Linked DNA regions of Mus musculus: region 2 is linked to region 1. A link is a contact called in public HiChIP or PLAC-seq data. All regions are on one chromosome and are shown on one strand. Each heading gives the region's core, a stretch centred on a gene start, on an enhancer-like site or on the middle of the called end of the contact. The rest is flanking DNA. Distances are from core to core; before and after follow the strand shown.

Region 1 (2,661 bases), core at 54-2,553:
AACTGAGTCTCCTTCCCCAAGAAGCCACAAACTGTTCGTAGCTCCTCAGCTAAGGGTGGGAGCTCGTGAGCCCCTCCCCCTTCCTACTAGAACACTATCTGGCTTGATCTTCCACAGCTTTTGTGCAGGCAGCTACAGGCACCATGAGTCCCTGTGTCATAAGCACATGCAAGTGGCTCTGTCATGTCCAGAAGACACTGTGTCACTCTGGTCCTCTTTGACCTCTGGCTCTTACAACCTCTGGCCTCCTCTCCTGCAATGGTCCCCGAGTCTCAGGGAGGGAATGCGACTGAGAGACCCCATTTGACTGAGTGGAGTGGGAGAATTCAGTGGCAGAAGACAGGGGAGGCAGGCTTGGGGGAGCATTAGTGTAGGAGATGACCGTTTGCTCCAAGGTACCCTTAAGCAAAGGCGATTCTGATGGAGAAGGAAGTAGATGGAGGTATTTCTAGAAGTTTCTTTCTGAGCTGATGGATGATCTGTGGTCCTGGCCAGCGAGGAGCTATAAACTATACATGGTGGATTTGCATTTCCAGGTTAGAACCAGAGAGAGAGAGAGAGAGAGAGAGAGAGAGAGAGAGAGAGAGAGAGAGAGATAAAGGCATGTGCCAAAAGTGTATTGGCTGCAGCCTTGGGAACTTCGTGCTTTGAAATAAGCATCAAAGAGAGGGAAATGCTCACCTGTTCTCATGACGCCTTCTGCTCTCAGCTCACCTTCCTCCAGTGTCCCTCCAAGGTGCTTAGCTGGCACTGCCCCTGTTGTCCCCATTGAATGCCCTGCCTCTCACAAGAAGCTTTCCTTGGTTAAAGCAGGCAGAGGACAACCTTTAGTCCTCTTCCTACTTCCACCCAGCAGTTCACAGCGATGACTGAAGTCTTATGGGACTCAGCTATCTGTGTGATGGACATAGGGGTAGCTGAGTCCTTGTTTCCACCCCCCTGGGGCCTGTGAAGATGTTCTCAAGCATCTGAAGCCTTGAGTCCAACTGGCTGCAGCTTGCTTTTCTGGGAAAGAGGGTCTTCAAGGTAGTCTTGCCTGACGCTTTGCAGAGCTTCTCCCCAGCTGTCCTGTGTGAAGCCAGGCTGACTGTCTGTCCAGTGAGGCCCACCAGGTATCCAGGCTCACAGACAAATCAGGCCTTGTGGTTAAGATCTCCATTTTCCCCCAAATTGCTCAGTTTTGCACACTGACACGTCTTTGAATACTGACGCCCAGTGTTCCACGCAGGAAAACTTAGAACAGCACTCTCCCAAATCACAATCCCTGTGGGAGGACTTAGAACAGCACTCTCCCAGTCATTCGTGAGAGCGGGGAGAGCCTCACCATGTCTCATTATCCTCTGCCTTCATTTACACAGACTTTCTGCAAAGCGCTTTATAGTCATTTCATTAGTCATTCGTTTGTTTAATTGCATAAGCTTCAGTTTGGTTAGAAAAGTCTGATTTTTACATTTCAGTTTCCATGGCCACAGGTTTTAATCCAGAGAACTTCTTATTCTCCCTGGAGGTTGGAAAACACTTGGGAGTTTTGTGGGCCTTGTCTCACCAGCAGTGCCTGGTTCCGGAGTCCAGAGTGAGAAACAAAATTGAAAATGGCTGCAATGGGACCTGGGGATGTAGCTCAGTGGTAGAATGCTTGCATAGTATTCGTGAGGCCCTGGATCTGATTCCTCTACACGCGCTTGCACGCGCACACACACAGACACACACACAGACATACACACACACAGACATACACACAGACACATAGACACACAGACACACACACATAGACACACACACACAGACACAGACACACACACACACACACACATACACACACACACACACACACACACACACAGAGTGGTTGTCCTCTGACCTGATCCAAGGTCTATTTTAAGGTGTCAGAAAAGCTCTCACTGTGATCTGGAGGCAGGAGGAGGAGGCTGAGCATGTGCTGAGACAGCTGTTAGACAGGGCTTGATGGCTGAGGACACACAGGACCCATGGTGCCAATGCTTACAAATCTATTGATTTGTGTGAGACAGGCTGTGACACAGCAGCAGCAGCGTTCCACAGAGGAACTGTCACTGCAGCATGCTCTGGAAAGACTGCTCTGAACCCCTGGGAAAGGCCACTCGCCTGTTCTCTCTCTCCTGGGTCAGTGGCACGAGTGTGGGATTCTCGGATATGAGCTCTGACTGGGAGTCTTGGTACAGGCTTCTTAGACTGTGTTGATCAGAGGTGAATTCTTGCATCCCAGCCTGATGGCGCTGCCTTTTGAAGACCTCTCAGAGACCAGATGCCAATCATCCATCTCACTGTAATCAATAAATGATGCTGCTGAGTTGGTCCAGACTGCTAGAGATGCCTCAGAGCTGTGGTTGCAAAGCAATACTATTTATCAACGAAGCTTCCTGCCGTGACCAGGCCCCACTGGTGTGCAGATCTGCCTATTATGCCCAGACCAGTTCTAGCCAGCTGGAAGAACTTCACAGCTCAAATGGGGAATGTGAGTATGAGTCTGGGGGGACTCCTGGGGAGCTGTGGGGTTCAGCCAGTGGAACACAGGGCTCCCTACCTTTTCCCATAGAAGTCCAGGCTCAGCCTAGCCTTATTTCCTGTCCATTCTCCACCTTAGCTTTACCCAGATGTAGCCACTCATTCCCCTTTCACTGC
Region 2 (2,661 bases), core at 97-2,596, 900 kb after region 1:
CTACAGGGATAGAATTTAGGTCACCAAGATTGTGGGCAAGTGCCTTTAAGCCACTGAACTATCTCACCACCACCAGTATTTTTCATAAGGAAGTAGAAAAGATGGCCAGGCACACTGATACACTTCTTTAATCCCAGCACTTAGGAAGCAGAGGTAGAGGCAGGCAGATCTCTGAGCACCAAGCCTGCCTGTTTTACAAAGTGAGATCCAGGGCAACCAGGGCTACACAGAGGAAACCCTATGTAAAACTTAAGATTTATTTAGTGTTTTTCTTTTTGAGACAGGCTCTCACTATATATCCTTGACCTGCCCAGTGTTGGATATGTATATCAGCCTCACAGAAATCTTCCTCCCTCTGCCTCCAGAGTGGTGGGATTAAAGGTGTGCGCCAGACCATACCTCGATAGTGGTTTTGAGACATGGCTTAGAACTCGTGTGTAGTTGAGTGGATTTCCAAACTGTGAAATTACAAACTACAAATAACGAGTGAAGTGTTTCAAGATGTTAGAGGTGGAGAATCTGCATGAGGTACCATCAAATAAAGAAAGCAGATAAGAGACATGGGACACCAATGACAGGATTGTATGTTTTTCAGATGTAGAGGAAGAGGACACTTTTCTTGCGCTACTATTACTGGATTCTAGGAAACCTTAAAACTTTGTCTAATTACTGATTCCAATTAAATTATGGCTTGTCTGGACTAGCAGGATGTTAAGAGCGATGGTGTTTGTGTGTGTGTGTGTGTGTCGCCGTGTGTTGTTTTGACAGGGTTTTCTTAGTAGCTCAGATTGGCCTTGAATCCACTAAGTAGCCCACAGAGGCTGATATTTATTTATTTACTTATTTATTTATTTATTTATTTATTTTTTTAAGACGATGCAGGGCCGGCTTATCCTCCCACAGTAAGTCACACGCAGCAGTGGACGACGTCGCTGCGGACCTCCACGTCATCCTTCCCTCTCTACTCCTGCGGTGCGCTGCGGGACACGGGCGGCAGGGCCTGGGCCTTCACCTGCACCCCAAAACCGGTCGGCCGGGCTGCGCCCCGCCCCGCGGCGCCTCCCTAGCGGGCTGCGCAGGAGGGCGTGTGCCCCGGGCCGGGTTCTGTCCCCGGGTCTGACGCTGGTGCGGCCCCGCGGAACCTGCTGCGACCCGCGCTTCGCATCCCCGCTCCCCAGCCCCGGGCCCAGGCGCCCCCGCACGTCAGCCCGCGCGTCAGCCCCGCCGACGCCGCCTCCAGAGCAGCAGCAGGGCCGCAGCCCCCGCGCTGCCTGCGGGAGGGGCGCGGCCTGGTCACGTGACGCTCGCAGCAGCCCGGCCCTGGTCACATGGGCCGCGGCCACTGCGTCAGTCCCAGTCCCGGCTGCGGGAGTCGAGTCGTCGCCGCCGCCGCCGCCACCGCCGCCCCCAGCGGACGGGGCGGGGATCTTGGTGCCAGGGCCCCGTCAGCCCGCCCCCGCCTCAGTCACCCGTCCGGGGCTCGGCCGGGCCGTCATGGAGCGGGGCGGAACCCTGGCGTCCGCGGTGTGAGGTGCGCCGCCTCGGCTCCCCGTGGCCTCCGGATCGGCCGCTGCCCCTCGCCCCAGGCAGCCGGTCGCCGCCTCCTGGGCGGGCCCGAATGCGCGTCCGGTGAAGGTGCAGGCCGGGCGCCGCCGCCGCCGCAGCCGCGGTCGGGAAATGGTTCGGGCCTAGCGGAGCGGGGACTGGAGGTGAGAAGCCGCCTGACTGCCTGCCTGACTGACTGACTGACGTCTGAGGCGCGGCCGCGCCGCGGGGAAGGCGAGGCTCCGGCCGCTGACGCTGGCGGAGACCCGCGGGGCGGGGGGCCCCTGGATCCGGCTTCGCCCTACGTTTTCTCGTCCCACTTTCTCTCCGAAATCAATTTCAAACAAGAAAAATCATTTTTTTTTTCTTTAAAGGCCAAGCCGTTCCCATCCGACATTCCAGACGCCCATCATCTGGCCGTTTCTTCTTTTTTTCCTCCCCCCCCCCCCCCGTTGTCCCTTCCTCCATTCCTCCCTTTGATTCGGTCGGCGGATTTATCCTTTGAAAAATTTTTCCTTCGTCTGACTCAAGTCATTCCTAGTTAAAGAGAAAATAGGCCCAGATTCTGGCTATCATTTCTCAACTAGTTCTCGCCTTCCTTCTCGCGATCCTGCGCACCTCCCCCCACCCCCACTCTCCCACCTCCCCTCCACCGAAAGAAAAAAAAAAGGGGGGGAGGCTGGGGGGGTGTTAATTTCCGTCCTTGATGGTCGATGGGGTTTGAGTGGAAAAATGGGAACCTGGGTTGGAATAGGAGAAACCCTCCTTCCCGCTCGGAACCGGCCTGGTACCTGGCGATCGCCATGGCCGGGCTTTGGGTATTGATGTTTAGGCCTCCCCAGCTGCCTGTGCGCAGGGTTAATCTCGTAATTGACGTCAGTGCTTTGTTCCTTCCACTTTGCTGTTGCTTCCCACTCTCTGAGAACGGATCATGGGGTACAGGAGCCCAGGGTGTTTGTGGGGTCTCCTTATTAGGCTTTTCATTCACAGATGACACCTTTATGGGGAGTCGAGAGCCCTGATCTGAAAATGGTTGTGAGTGAAGTTCGAACCAAGAGTTCGATTCAGGGTTCTCCGAGTTTCGTCAGTTGCAAGTCAGAATTCTGGTTTTTCTTC

The links. HiChIP or PLAC-seq counts read pairs in DNA pulled down with a chosen protein or histone mark.
Region 2: a contact with region 1 is called in a FOXA1 HiChIP or PLAC-seq map of pancreatic cancer cells. The contact joins the promoter of Aff4 here to the enhancer-like site in region 1. A contact is called at or near these places in 1 of 39 promoter capture datasets (hippocampal neurons) and 5 of 115 datasets of contacts at active chromatin or transcription factors (embryonic forebrain, embryonic limb bud, forebrain and 2 more).

The regions. Positions count from the first base shown.
Region 1 is chr11:52,450,093-52,452,753 of GRCm38.p6, forward strand. No RefSeq gene overlaps it. Among named protein-coding and RNA genes, the nearest start is that of 9530068E07Rik, 55 kb to the left of the region's middle. Within about 2 kb of position 1,304, at least 11 of the 459 cell types and tissues checked have an H3K27ac peak or open chromatin away from gene starts, as enhancers often do. A contact at or near this core is called in hippocampal neurons and pancreatic cancer cells, where this site is marked.
Region 2 is chr11:53,349,421-53,352,081 of GRCm38.p6, forward strand. It overlaps Aff4 (AF4/FMR2 family, member 4), which reads left to right and starts at 1,347. Exons shown (of 21, transcript NM_033565.2): 1 at 1,347-1,709.